Linked DNA regions of Mus musculus: region 2 is linked to region 1. A link is a contact called in public HiChIP or PLAC-seq data. All regions are on one chromosome and are shown on one strand. Each heading gives the region's core, a stretch centred on a gene start, on an enhancer-like site or on the middle of the called end of the contact. The rest is flanking DNA. Distances are from core to core; before and after follow the strand shown.

What was found. HiChIP or PLAC-seq counts read pairs in DNA pulled down with a chosen protein or histone mark.
Region 2: a contact with region 1 is called in an H3K4me3 HiChIP or PLAC-seq map of bone marrow-derived macrophages, with 3 times the contacts expected there. The contact joins the enhancer-like site here to the promoter of Tlr4 in region 1. A contact is called at or near these places in 2 of 39 promoter capture datasets (the C10 cell line and macrophages), 1 of 15 datasets of contacts at CTCF or cohesin (the NIH/3T3 cell line), 4 of 484 Hi-C or Micro-C datasets (ECoMG-derived neutrophils, macrophages, myeloid progenitors and 1 more), 4 of 115 datasets of contacts at active chromatin or transcription factors (bone marrow-derived macrophages, embryonic fibroblasts and embryonic stem cells) and 3 of 9 other capture datasets (adipose tissue, bone marrow-derived macrophages and liver).

The regions. Positions count from the first base shown.
Region 1 is chr4:66,823,803-66,831,158 of GRCm38.p6, forward strand. It overlaps Tlr4 (toll-like receptor 4), which reads left to right and starts at 3,749. Exons shown (of 3, transcript NM_021297.3): 1 at 3,749-4,119. The coding sequence starts at 4,030.
Region 2 is chr4:66,789,642-66,796,997 of GRCm38.p6, forward strand. No RefSeq gene overlaps it. Among named protein-coding and RNA genes, the nearest start is that of Tlr4, 34 kb to the right of the region's middle. Within about 2 kb of position 4,355, at least 5 of the 459 cell types and tissues checked have an H3K27ac peak or open chromatin away from gene starts, as enhancers often do. A contact at or near this core is called in bone marrow-derived macrophages, where this site is marked.

The sequences.
Region 1 (7,356 bases), core at 2,499-4,998:
TGTGGTGTACTTAACTTTTTACTAAATGGTCAGTATCTGACAACTTTGACGAGATGGTCATTTGTTTCTGGCTAAGATGGGACTCTTCCTTTGACTAAGTGATTGTAGGTCTTCTGTTGAACCTGCTGCACAATAATAATGTAGAAAACTAAATGGCTTCCTATTCAGTCTACTCTCCATTGTAGGATAAAAACTGACATCATGATGGTAGCTAAGTATCAATTTTTTACTCATTGCAAAACCACATTTGCATGTTTATTGAGGTTTAGCAAATAAAACATTACTGCTTACGGCTTCTCTCTTCTACTTTGTACTTGGTTTGTCTTCTAGAAGAGGCTGACAGAACTTTAATGGTCTGGTTAAGGTCACCACATGCTAGTGTATTGTTATCATTTGGTTTTCAGAAAAAGAAATACCCACACAAAGCACTCTCCTGAATATTCCTATCATAGGTATGAAAGCTCTCAATGAAGATGTATATAAAATGTGTGCATCAATACCTCCTGAGACACAATTTAGAAGAGATTATTTGATTCTTTCTCTGAGGCTTCTTTTTACCTGTTCTTCCCTTTGGTAGCAAGAAAGGACATGTGCATCTTGGGCGTGGATGTACTTCTCAGTATTCTGTCCTTAATTATCACACTAGATTATTTTTCTTTTCTTTTTTTTTATTTTTCTTTTTAAAAATTTTTTATTAGGTATTTTCCTCGTTTACATTTCCAATGCTAGCCCAAAAGTCCCCCATACCCACCCACCCCCACTCCCCTACCCACTCATTCCCCCTTTTTGGCCCTGGTGTTCCCTTGTACTGGGGCATATAATGTTTGCAAGTCCAATGGGCCTCTCTTTCCAGTGATGGCCGACTGGGCCATCTTTTGATACATATGCAGCTAGAGACAAGAGCTCTGGGGTACTGGTTAGTTCATAATGTTGTTCTACCTATAGGGTTGTAGATCCCTTTAGCTCCTTGGGTACTTTCTCTAGCTCCTCCATTGGGGACCCTGTGATCCATCCAATAGCTGACTGTGAGCATCCACTTCTGTGTTTGCTAGGCCCCGGAATAGTCTCACAAGAGACAGCTATATCTGGTCCTTCTCAGGGAAGGCTGGCGATCTAAGCACTATTACTATTGCAGCAAAGACATACTCTACTTGGTATGCATTACAGACATTGATTGGAGGATGAGGGGGGTTAGGAAAGTTAAGATTTCAGAAGATGACAGTCTAGATTCTTTAAGTCTATTTTACAATGTTTTTCTCTAGCCTAGGCCAAGAGACATAGTCAGTGAGGAATTTCATTTTAGAATTATTTTACATTTGAAGTTTCTAGAATTTGGCACAATTTCTAAATGTGTAGTGAGATAAATGGATGAGGAAGGGATTAACTTTAAAAAGCTAGATTTTGATTTTGTCCTTTAATTCATTGATTGCTTGTTTGTGTCTGTCATATCCCCATGTATGTACTTAGATTTATGTATCTGCATGTGAAGGATAGGAGGATTTCGGTGTCTTACTGTGACTTTGTACTTTATTCCCTAGGAAGAGGGTCTCTTACTGAACTTGTATGTAGACTTGTGGCCAAGAAGCTCCACAGAGCCCCTGGAAAGGAGTAGCTGAGAGAATTCTAACCTGATTGATGGTGATCTAGACTTTTGCAGCTTTGTTGTAGCTAAAATACATTTGAGGTTCTTATGACACACCTTGGGGGTATCGACTGGACTAGTGATGTTTATCCTTCTATTCATCAGAAACTTATATGAACTTGCTTTTCCTCAGGCATGGCTCTAACAGCTTTACAACTACTCTTTGAGGAAGTATGATTATCCTTATATTGCCCACATTTTATTTTTATAATTGCCATAGTTGTCTTTTATGGGATATAATGAGGATCTGTGCTATGATTAATTTAATTCAACCACACAAGATAGATAATCTTCTATTTATTTAAAGATTTTTCTTTTTATTTTCATTCATGTATGAGTGTTTACCTACATATTTGTATGACTATCACATGCAGTGTCCATGCGAGTCAGAGGAGAGAAATAGATTCCCTGGAATTAGAGTTACAGATGGTTGTGGGATAGCATATGGGTGCTGGGAAGCAAACCCCTTTCTTTCAGAAGAGCAGAAATGACTCTTAATTGATGAGCTATCTTCCCAACTCTATACCTTCATTCTCATAGTAGCAAATGGAGAACTGGCTTGTATAGCTTGACTGCTGTCATGCATCTTTTTTTTTTTTTTTCTCTTCAGAGGCAGATGGATCTTTGAATCAGAACAATGAAGGGACCCAGTCTCTCCATGGAAGTGGAGACTGTACATAATTTTGCAGGGGGCTTGGGTTTTATATGGTGAAAAGGGGGATTTGGGGATAGAAGTTTCATAATGCAGGTCAGTTCTCCTGAAGTCTCAGTGGAGGTTGGAGGTTGCTGGTATTTTCATCTTCTTATCAGAAGCTTCCCTGGGAAGCTACCACATGCCAGCAGTCCACAGATGATCCAAGCAGAATCACATAGCCTTCTAAGTGTATGTATTCTAAATATTAGTATTTAGATATGTCAAATAATGTAAATATGTAAAGAAGGAGGGAGGTAAAAACTGTTCTCAGGTTTACAGGGCTGAAAATGAGGCTCAGGAAATAAAATCATTTGGACAAGGTGATCTGGTGTTTAGTCATCTGACCTGACCTTTACTTCAGCAACTTCTGATTCCCTTCACTACTTCTTCACTAGCAGTGTCACATGTAGAATTATGTACTGTTCCCTAAAATTCATAGGCTGTGCCTGTTTCTGTGACTGCAATTTAAAAATTCATCTCCCAGTGCCATGTCCTATGACTTGAATTTAATGAGATAATTAAAGTAAACTAATGTCTTATGGGTCTGCCTTAATACAATATAACTGATTATTTTAAAAAAAGAGGTCAGGGGCCAGGGAGATATCTCAGTTGATAAAATGTTTCAAATTCATGAAGACCTGCAGATCCTCAGTAACAGCATTTAAAAAAATGAAATAAATAAACAAATAAAAAGCAAACATCGTAAAAAAACAACATCACAAACAACAAAAACCCGAATGCTGATATCTATAATTCCAGCACTGGGAAAAGGCTAGCTACAGGTGGGAGATCTCAAAACTTAACTGATCAGTCAGTATAGCCAAGGAATCAGTACCAGGTTCAGTTAGAGACCTCGGCTCCAAAACAATGGTGGAGCCTCTTGAGTTTCTCCCACAGCTCACGAGCCTGCTCCTATCTTTCCTGAACGTTCTCCTTTTAATAATAAACACTATGATCCTGTTTCCAATAATAAATAGTAATTAATAATAAAAGAAGATTGAGAACTGAGAACTGCAGAAGGCACTCAATAGTGAACTCTGGCTTTTACACACACACACACACACACACACACACACACACACACACACACACACACACACACACACGAAATATACATCCCCCCCGTGAACGAATGAACACGTACACACATAGGTAAAAGAAAGCATCATGACACAAGACACGGCAACTGATGATATCTTCATCCTGGGTTTTAATCTCTAGCATTGTGAGAAAATATGTTCCTCTAGTCTGAAACATCCAGTCCCTAATACTGTGCTCTGGGAGACTTGGGAGTCTAACTGAAGCAGTAAGCATCCTCTGTTGAAAATAAAGAAGGAATGAGGATGTTGCTCCACGCCAGTTCCCTGCCTTCACCAAGCCCAGAGGTCAGATGACTTCCTGGGATGAAAGCCAGCTTCCTCTTGCTGTTCCTCCAGTCGGTCAGCAAACGCCTTCTTCCTGTTCTAGTCTTCAGTCTTCTAACTTCCCTCCTGCGACGGGGCAGATCGATTCTAGAACAAAACCAAAAGTGAGAATGCTAAGGTTGGCACTCTCACTTCCTCTTTGAATATAGTACTTGCAGAGGGGCACCCACTGGGAGGGAAGAGGCAGGTGTCCCAGGGACTCTGCGCTGCCACCAGTTACAGATCGTCATGTTCTCTCATGGCCTCCACTGGTTGCAGAAAATGCCAGGATGATGCCTCCCTGGCTCCTGGCTAGGACTCTGATCATGGCACTGTTCTTCTCCTGCCTGACACCAGGAAGCTTGAATCCCTGCATAGAGGTATGTGTCTTGATCGCATGTGATCACACCCTTTCCTGCTAGCCTGCCTTGTTTCTCAAAACTATCCACAGCTCAGAGCTCCCTGTGTGTGCTCTGCTTAGTTTATTTTGCACGAAGGAGTTAAACTAACCAAAAACTTGAGAAGCCTTGGCAACAAAAAGCCTCAGTGTTAACACAGGGCAGGAACAGGCAGCCAGGGGTGTCTTGTTTCATTTAAGGCGTCTGAGTCATGATTTAGGGACTTGAAATTAGTAAAACTAGTTTATAGTCATTGTTCTGTGACATACCTGAGAGTCGTTAAAGAACTTACTGAACGTCTCTGAGGCCAGTATTCACGGGACGAAAGCATGACTGTAATCACTGAAAAATGTAAGTAGGCTGTAATTTCAGGGCTTTCTGTGGGAACTCTGGCCACTCAGCTTTTAGCGGTCATTCCTTCCCTTTCCAAATCAAGTGAAGGTAGCTGTGTCTTTTCTGCTGCTTTCGAAGCATCTTTGAGATGCTTTGAGTGGTAGCTCAGCAGGTAAGGTCAGTGGCTGCCAAGCCTGATGAAAATCTGAGTTCAAGCCTCAAGCCTCACAAGTTAGAGGCAGGGAATCTCCTCCTTTAAGATGTCTTCTCACTTGCAAGTGTCTGCCTTGGCAGGTGTGTATATGCATGAGCACACACACAAATGAATAAAGGGAACAATTGTCTTAAATGAAAGAATTTCTATTAAAAAATAAAACAACAAAACACACAAAAACACAAAGACTTTTCTAAGTGATTTTAGTATTCTGCAACTAATTCTAGGAGATAAAGAAATGGGAGGGGTGAGGGAAGGAGAGGGACAGAGCAACTTAAAACATCAATTAGTTACTGCTAAGGCAGTAACTCCCGTTTTGGTCGAATACTGAGTCGTGAGTAATCTGACCCATGACTCATTCTTGTTTTCCTCCTGCACAGACCACGCAATTATCTTAGAAGCTCACAATAGAACTGAGCAAACAAGGAAGGAATTCGGGGTGAGGTAGGCTCAGAAGCTCAAAACTGGTTCAATGAGTTAAGATACATGACATTCACATGGGGAAAAATACTGTTAATTTTAAAAAGTTATAATCACAGTATCTTGCTTTCTGATTCCTCAGTTATGTTGGCAGAGATGGAATTTCCAATCAGTGCTACACTGAGATAAAATCCCGTTGCTCTTGGTGTCTGGTGTGCTTTGTCAACTCTCAAAGCTTGCTTGTTCCTTCTGTAAGCCAGGTCTCAGGGCCCTTGGCCTTGTCTTCAGGAGTGATTCCTGACTGGTTTCCTAGTTCATATTCCTTTCTATACCCACACACAGTTTCTTCTTTATTTGTTGTTATTGGTCCAGGGGCTTAGATTTATCAAACTACTCCTTTATACTCTTAATAACTCTTTGGAACCATGATGGTTGCTTCATCCTACAGGGCCTTAGCACTGCCTAAGCTAACTACACACACCATCATCCCTCACCTAGGTCAAGGCTCACCATGCTAAAATTATGGAATCCCTGTATATAGTTTAAAACTTCACTGTTGATCAAATTGAAAAATTAAGAATAAATGCATCAAATTAGTTTCAATGATTTTTATGCAATTAAATATAGTTATGATGCGTGAAATATAATAAAAGCATCCCACACTAACACTGGCTAAGCACTAGCCTCAGGTCTGTCTCCAGCCCTATGGACAGGCCGAGGAGAACATGTTCTTTCCTTTAGCCAGGGTCTGTCTCACCCATGCCTGCTCTGTGTCTCCAGAGCTCTGAAATTGCTCTTTTCACCAGGCTCCATAAGTTACCATGGCTGGCTGATGCCAAGCACGCCCCACATTTCCAAATTCCTGCAGCTGGCTGGGGTGTACTTTTTTTTTATTAGATATTTTCTTTATATACATTTCAAATGCCACCCTGAAAGTTCCCTATACCCTCCCCCCACCCTGCTCCCCTATCCACCCAGTCCCACTTCTTGGCCCTGGCGTTTCCCTGTACTGGAGCATAAAAAGTTTGGGCCTCTCTTCCCAGTGATGGCTGATTAGGCCATCTTCTGCTACATATGCAGCTAGAGATACGAGCTCTGGGGGTACTGGTTAGTTCATTTTGGCTGGGGTGTACTCTTGCACACCACACTCTACCACCATACTTTTCTCTGGAGCCCAGTTGAGTTGCCATGTGAAGGAAAACACAACACACACTTGGTCTACAATCAACAGGTAACACAATGTTGGGTGCAGAACCTAGCATCCTAATTTTTTTTTATTAGATATTTTCTTAATTTACATTTCAAATGCTATCCTCACAGCCCCCTATACCCTCCCCTCTGCCCTGCTCCCCAACCTACCCACTCCTGCTTCCTGGCTCTGCCATTCCCCTGTACTGTTTTTGTAAACTAATCTATGTTAAAAATCCTCCGACTCAGGAGCCTCTTGTTCTTGTGGAGACTTGAGGACCCAGGATAGGGGAACACTAGGCTGTTAAGGCAGGAGTGGGTGTGAGGGTGAGGGAGCACCCTCATAGAGGTAGGGGGGTGGGGGACGGCGAGGGGGTAGGGGGCTTGTGGAGGGAAAACTGGGAAGGGGGATAACATTTGAAATGTAAATGAGTAAAATAACCAAAAAACAAACAAACAAAATCCTCAGGTGGCAGATCTTGGAGGATCCACCACTTGAATTGACAGCCTCCGACTATCTGCAATGTGCCTCTAATGCTCTCAGCCATCCACAAAGAGACCTTCCTTACTCCTGCCTCCCTCTTCCTCTTCCTCTTCCCGACTCGGAAGTCCCACCTACTCATCTAGTGATTGGTTTCCTGTAATGTTTATTAGGGGGAAATCCTACCACATAGTTAAGCAATTACGAAGATACCTTATGTTCAATTTTTGATACAGGAAATTAGACATTCAGCAACATTTTTGTTTTACTGGACATTTTGATTTCTCCTATGCGTGTTTCATATTTCATAGCTATGTGTGGCTTATAGCTGCAGTACTCTAATGTGGAGCTTTGATTTCAGGATTATCTTTTTCATTTTATGTAGATTTCTCTGTGAATGTCTCCTCAGGTTGATTTTTCTTGATTGCCTCATGTACATTTTCCCCTTTACCCTCTCCATATGCTCTTTCATTGATCATATCATTTTGTATGTTTGTCTTTTATTTTTCCACCATTTATTCTCCCCTTTGTGTAGAATAAACAAGAAGGGAGTATTACTGCTGGGTTTGTTAGCATGTCACCA
Region 2 (7,356 bases), core at 3,105-5,604, 34 kb before region 1:
TGGATCCCCAGGTTGGGCAGTCTCTGGATGGTCCTTCCTTCCAACTCAGCTCCAAACTTCGTCTCTGTAGCTCCTTCCATGGGTATTTTGTTCCCCATTCTAAGAAGGAGCGAAGTATCTACACTTTCTGACCCCGATTTCTTGCTTTTACAATCTTTCTTCTCCCTTTCCAAGATATTATTCGGCTCTTGAATGAGAGAACATATAATATAAATACCCTACTTATAGTTGATACTCCATATATTATCTTTATGAAATAATCTTTTGTAATTCTTTTGAAATAAAAAATTGTGACCTATTTGAAACATTTTCTGTGAAAGTCATAATGTGCTTTATTTGATTATTTGACATTGACTTTGTAAGTATCTGATATAGTATGGCCTTTGTATCTTCTATCTTATCATCTTCTAATTGCTTTCATATATTGAACATCTTTTTTATGCATGCACTATGTTAAATAGTCCCATCGAGCATCTCACTGGTTCCTCATAAACGACATCCCACTGGGCCACTGAGATAAGATTTTGCCCCTCTTTTAAATAGTCCCATTTCAGCTGTTCTAACATTCTATATCACTACGGCACTGATTTTTGTCTGAGAGCCATCTTTTGCTTACATTTTAATTTTCTGCTTTTAATCCACAGAGTGTTGGGACTCATGAAGGTCACACTTCATAGAATCATGAATTAATAATGTCGTGATCCAAATGAAGAAGTTGAGGTTTGCTTGGAATAACCGTAGAAGAAAAAAGCAAAAACAAACAAACAAAATGAATGGATCGCTTTGATACCTAGTCTCTTAGAAGGTGCCACCATATTATGCATGCAGGGCAGGTTGAAGAAAGCCAAGGCTCCTACCAGCTCTTGTGGTTTTAACTTTATTTGGACTTGCTTGGTGTTTGTATAATATCCTTTTATTACAAAAATTTATAGTTGTCGGGAAAAAAGACACGTGCTTTGAATTTACAAATGTTGACACTGACAGGTAACAGAGAGGTAAGAGCTGATTGGAATTTAATGTGTCAGATCATTTAATTAATCTTTAAAAATTAATTTTAGATGCTCAGCAACATGTGAATGTAAGTGCATGTCATTTGTTTAAACTTCATATAGTATCAGAAATACATTTCCAAGTATTATTTGCATCTCCTGAGTACAATTTAAAGACTTTTGATAGACATTATTTAAACCTTTTGAAAATAACAGTTAAGCCTGATTTGATTGCTAATTAGAGAGCTTATCCAAGGGTAAGACACATCTTTTAAATTTCTAAAAAATTAATGAATGAAGAAAAAAGTCAATGTTTCTCAGTATTTCTTTGGAATTTTCTAGAATGTGTGGCATGAATAAACAGCTAGTAATCGAGGATGCTGAGTTTTTATTTTCCGAATCTTTTGTATATCTCATTCTTTCTAGGTTGGCAGACATCATTGTGACTAACAGTGAGATCTGTAAACAAACATCTCTATGGGGACTTTGAGTTTTAGGAAGAGACATACATAGCTATGGGTGGGGAAAACAATTATGCAACTTAGGTAATGGGAGTCTATTTTTCCTTTTATCCTTACCCATGCGAGGATAGTTTTTCAGTAGATAGTATGAATATTATCATAGGAAAAACACCACTATCCCCAGAGTTGTAATCCACCTCAGTACCCTGCAGTAGAGGAGAGTCAACATGTTTTAGATATAACAATAAATAAACCATATGAGTCTGTGAAAACTATTTCAGAAACGTCACTTCATCCTATGAGATTCTTTTCATCACCAACCCACAATTTACAATGTTTCTCTCTATTCCCTATAAGCATGACAGTATAGGTAAGAATTATAAATTATGGTGCTCTTTTCCTACAACTTGGTCACAGACTCCCCTGTGACCTTCAAGACACTATCGGTTGCCATTACAGATTTTGGATGCTCCTCAGAATTGGATAGTAAGAACTTGTTTTAGAAAATATCAACTCAACTGGCTACTCTCCTTTCTGGCTAGCCTTCATAGAACAGTGCTATGTGGAGCAGCTGGGAGATACTTTCTTTGGTAACAATGTATGTATGATCCCTACTCATACAGCCCCTCAGTCATAAACTTGTGAGCAACACTAATTGAATCAATGGGCCAACCAACATAAAACAGAAGAGAAGAAATTAAAACAAACAAAAACAAAAACAAAGGAAAAAAAGAAATGAGTAGTTGGCATTGAAATCGGGACAAGAAAGGCTTATGTGGGATAAATATTAGCAAAATAACACACACACATATACACATTCATATATAAGTTTATATAAGATATATACATATACATATTTGTATATATAGAGAGAATATATAGTGAATACCTGTAATATTTTTTGAGACATCCATGACTAGATATAATTAAAGATATATTATTATATATTACATTATGTCATATCATATTATATTATATTATATATACAACACACACACACACATATATATATACACACACACATACATATGTGTGTATCTATTTGTGTGTGTGTGTGTGTATGTGTTGAGAGAGGGTTAAGAAGGGACTTCTTTAAGCCCTGTCTACCTTGCTGGGCATTTGTACTTACATAGTACTTCAGGATCTCATCATACAGATCAAATGGCAGAGTGAAAATATTCCTCAGCAGGAAGCAGAAGAAGACTGACATATATAGCGGGCATGTAGAACATCTCAGAGCCATTTCACTTGCCGTTATAACTGTTTGTCAAACTGACCGTGAGAAGAAGAGAACTTCCTCCTAAAATTCTGGATACATAATTCTAGTTATGTTCCCACATTAACTTCTAAATTTTACTCATAAAAGAGGCAGTGATGGACCTATGACTTTCTCTCAGATGCCTGAATCAATGTAGACTTCATTAGGGGCTGAGGAAGTAGATTGAATACCTTTATATTTAGGAAGACCCCCAATTTGCACTAAAGTAATTATAAGATAAGCTATAAGCTTATTTGCTGCCATATTGTATTACTAGAAAAGTTACCAATTCTTCTTCGAAACTTTATTTAGACCCGTCTTGCAGATATAAGCTTTTGTTGGAGCAAACACAATGAAAAAGCAAAAGTTCTTGGTAGACTGTCAAATGCTATATATAAAGGAGATGTTAGTTCTAGCTAAAGAATTTTTACCAAGTTTTGTCTGATATTTGAGGGAATATAAGTGAGAACCCAGCACTGAGAAACCACATTTAGAAAGCAACATTCCACTCTTCACACCCTTCCTCAGTAGCCTGGCATAGGTGATCTGGATACTCTAATACTTGGCTACTGATTTTGATTGATTTTGTCACTTAGAGTTTTATTGAAGTTATGAAAAAATCCTCTTTTAGTGGCAGTTTACCCATCTCGTTTGGTAGTCTCAGAAAAAAAAAAAGTGTATTTCTTGGGCTCAGTTTATTAACTTTTTAATCTGAGCTGAAAGTTTGAATATATTTCCTGTAAAGATATTCATAGTTTGAATAAATGATGTCATGATTTAGCATGGAAGTAGTTTAATTCTCCAATTTATTAGAACGGTGTATACTAATAATGTTAGAACTGAAAGGAAAGCCTGATGACTGGCTACTCATTTGCTCATTTATTATTAGATTCTTTTCTGGAACTTAGATCGGAACCTAGGATCTCATTCATCCTAGACATGAACTCCAGTATCGATCCATATGTCCAGCTCTTATTCTAGCTGTGATCCTGTGCTGCGGCATCCCATGTAACAGTAATTACCGCATTCTTTCAGGGTGTTCAAAGTCCTTGGTTCTTTTACCCTTCATTAAATACCTTCACGTGGTAGGCACCAGGGAACAGATCAGGGAGATACAGATGCAACATGAAGACTGTCACTCTGTAATACTTCAAAATTTAGAACCATGTTAGACAGTTACTAAATTCCACATACTGATGTTCTGTGCAGGGAGCTCCAAGAATGCAGGTTGCATGACTCACCTCCGTGCTTGAGTGAGACTTTTGGAGAAGTAGCTGTCTTTGAGTCATTTCTGCTCAGGGAAGCAATTTCAACAAACTCATTGGTTCACTAAGCTAGACTTGAATGGGTTTATTTTTTTGTGCCTGTCCTTACTACTCTTTCTAGGGTGGATAGATCTATAGCCATATCTCCCCAGAAAAATGTCACACAAAACCATGATTGAATGCAATTTCTACAAGTTTTATAGTGGTAAGTTAAGTGCAGTGCAACACTATAGAGAGATAAGACTTCTATTATTATTTTTATTACTATTACTACTACTATTATTTAATCTTTTTCACAGTTCAGTCATTATCCCCCACCCCATTCACCCTCCAACAGTCCCTCATCCAATTTTTTTCCCACATCTTCAAGACTGTGTTCCCACTCCACCTCCCCACGCCTTGGGGCCTCAAGTATCTGGAGGGTTAGGTGAGAGATGGGACTTCTTATGGGAGTGGGTGAGTTTTTTAAAGGAATGATCTCACAGAAAGATGAGATGCACATATTTTGCTTAATATTTATCATGTGGTCTCCTTCCATCTTCCAACACGGAAAGGCACAGAAAGAAGAGACCTTTTTGTCAGTCCAGACAGCTCACTCAGTCATGAACTTTGTAGTTTCAACCCTGAAGGAAATAAATTTCTATAATCTTTATAATTTACCCTGTTTCAAGAATTTTGTGACAGTGGCATAAAACCAGCTGAACACATTTGCAAACTTCATGTTCCTTCTCCACAAGTGAGACAACGAAAATACCTTCCTTCTAAGGAGTTTGACAGAGGATGAAAGGCAGTCAGCTGTATGAAGCTATTACTGCAGTACTTGGCAGAAAATACATTTTGAAAACCCTACTTCTCCTAATGACTCAGACCTGATCCTGCTTGGGAAGAATTCTGGCCTTATGTTGACTCTGACATGTGGTATCTATTTGATCCAAGTATCTGCTTCTGCTCCATATAATAAAAGTAATGATAGCTATCATAGGGCTTGGGGAGAAGGCTGACATTTATTTACATTTAGATCATGCATCTGTGTCATCTCCTTTTATGCACCACAAAATGTTCTCGCTGTAGGAGAATCATCAGCGAATGAGAGTGACATATTACATGTAAAGGTTTCTGGCAGAAAGGAGAAACTTAAATGCATGCTAACCTCATGGTGCCAGTAATTACAGCAGATCTGCTCTTTCCTATCAATCAAACTTGCTTATGAAAAAATAATATAAATACAACTTATTAAAATTACTATTATTTCCTATACAAGGCATATTTGTCCTGTTGTACACTCGTGCATTTAATACACTGGAACTACAGATGCGTATTGCAGGTTACAGACAACCATTGGAACAAATTTTGAAATTTTCAGACATTTGAATGTATTTTGGCTTCTAGGGGACATTGCTCTTGACTGCAACACTAGTCTTTGAATTTACAGTTAACAAAAACTGAGTAGAAATCAGACCTTTGTCCCTGCAAATACTTTTACTTTTGTCTATGGTGATGCTAAATTGATAATGATTTATGTATTGGCTGGTTTTGTTTGTGTCTTAGTCAGGGTTTCTATTCCTGCACAAATATGACCAAGAAGCAAGTTGGGGAGGAAAGGGTTTATTCAGCTTATGATTCCATACTGCTGTTCATCACCAAAGGAAGTCAGGACTGGAACTCAAGCAGGTCAGAAAGCAGGAGCTGATGCAGAGGCCATGGAGGGATGTTCTTTACTGGCTTGCTTCCCTGACTTGCTCAGCCTGCTCTCTTATAGAACCCAAGACTACCAGCCCAGAGATGGTCCCACCCACAAGGGGCCTTTCCCCCTTGATCACTAATTGTGAAAATGCCTTACAGTTGTATCTCATGGAGGCATTTCCTCAACTGAAGCTCCTTTCTCTGTGATAACTCCAGCTGTGTCAAGTTGACACAAAACTAGCCAGTGCAGTGTGTCTACTTGACACAAGCTGGAGTTATCACAGAGAAAGGAATCTCCCTTGAGCAAATGCCTCCATGAGATCCAGTGTATCATTTTCTCAATTAGTGATCAAGTGGGGAGGGCCTCTTGTGGATGGTACCATCTCTGGGCTGGTGGTCTTGGGTTCTATAAGAGAGCAGGCTGAGCAAGCCAGGGGAAGCAAGCCAATAAGTAACATCCCTCCATGGCCTCTGCATCAGCTTCTGCTTCCTGACCTGCTTGAGTTCCAGTCCTGACTTCCTTGGTGATGGACAGCAGTATGGAAGTGTAAGCTGAATAAATCCTTTTCTCCCCAACTTGCGTCTTGGTCATGATATTCGTCAGGAATAGAAACATTACATCAAATATTTCCTTTAGTTGACTTCTTGCAATTCATTTTTAGGGAAAATAATAGCAATACTTTGGTTCTAAATACTACTTTATTGATTTAAGCAGCAGCACCAGCAACTATGGTACCCATTTCTTTCTTAGATTCTTCAAATTCCTAGTATGGCATAGAAGATATGTGTAATAGTTTGTAAGAAGTATGTTATTAGGAACCAGCTCACTAGACTACTACTTGCAGAAGGGATGTATCTCAGTTGGGTATGAGTGCCTTAATTCTTTAGCTGAGCCACCTACAGCTCTGCTGTGCCCCAGGTGAAGCTTATGTGGAACATTCAGGTTGTGAACATTGTTTGGCTGACTCCTCATTTAACATACAATCACATATGGTAATATGACTTGCATACCCACTTGACTCAGCTGAGAACAAAAGTGTAAATTCAGTTTATTTCGCTGGACTTAAAAACAAAATGCCTCATTGATTCACAAAAACAAAACTTCTGTCAGTTATCAAACAATGACCCTGAGTATATAATTGATACTGCCAGAGGGGAGGTGGGAAGAAGCAGGTCCTGATCTCGCTCTCTGTTAGGCACTGCTGTCCTGCTAACATCTGCTTTACCTTTGGCTTTTCAGTACCACTTCGTTGTGAACTACCTTCTGAACAGAGAAATTCTAAATAATCACAGTATTTGTATGTACAATGACCACAGATTCTTACCCCGGTGTTAATTTAATGCTAACTCTTGTGGATAAATTCTGGCGTTACTATGGAGCTATATTATACAAAGATACCAGCAGTGGACCATCCCTGGCAGGTAGCACCCATACTAAGATCAAACCCATGACATAAGCACATGAATTTTTCCCTATGGTTACTGGTGGTACAGGCAGGCATTTTGAGGGTCCCCTGCTATATGACAGACAATACAGTGAGCACATGAGGTGGTCAATAGTTTTGAGAAGCGCATGCTCAGAGGTCATGTAACAGTTGAGGAAATGAAAGCAAATGCTCTTATGTTGCAAAAGCAAAGACAATGTTCCCTAAATCACCCTGATGATGATGACTTGGTAAGTTTTTTTTTTTTTTAAATCT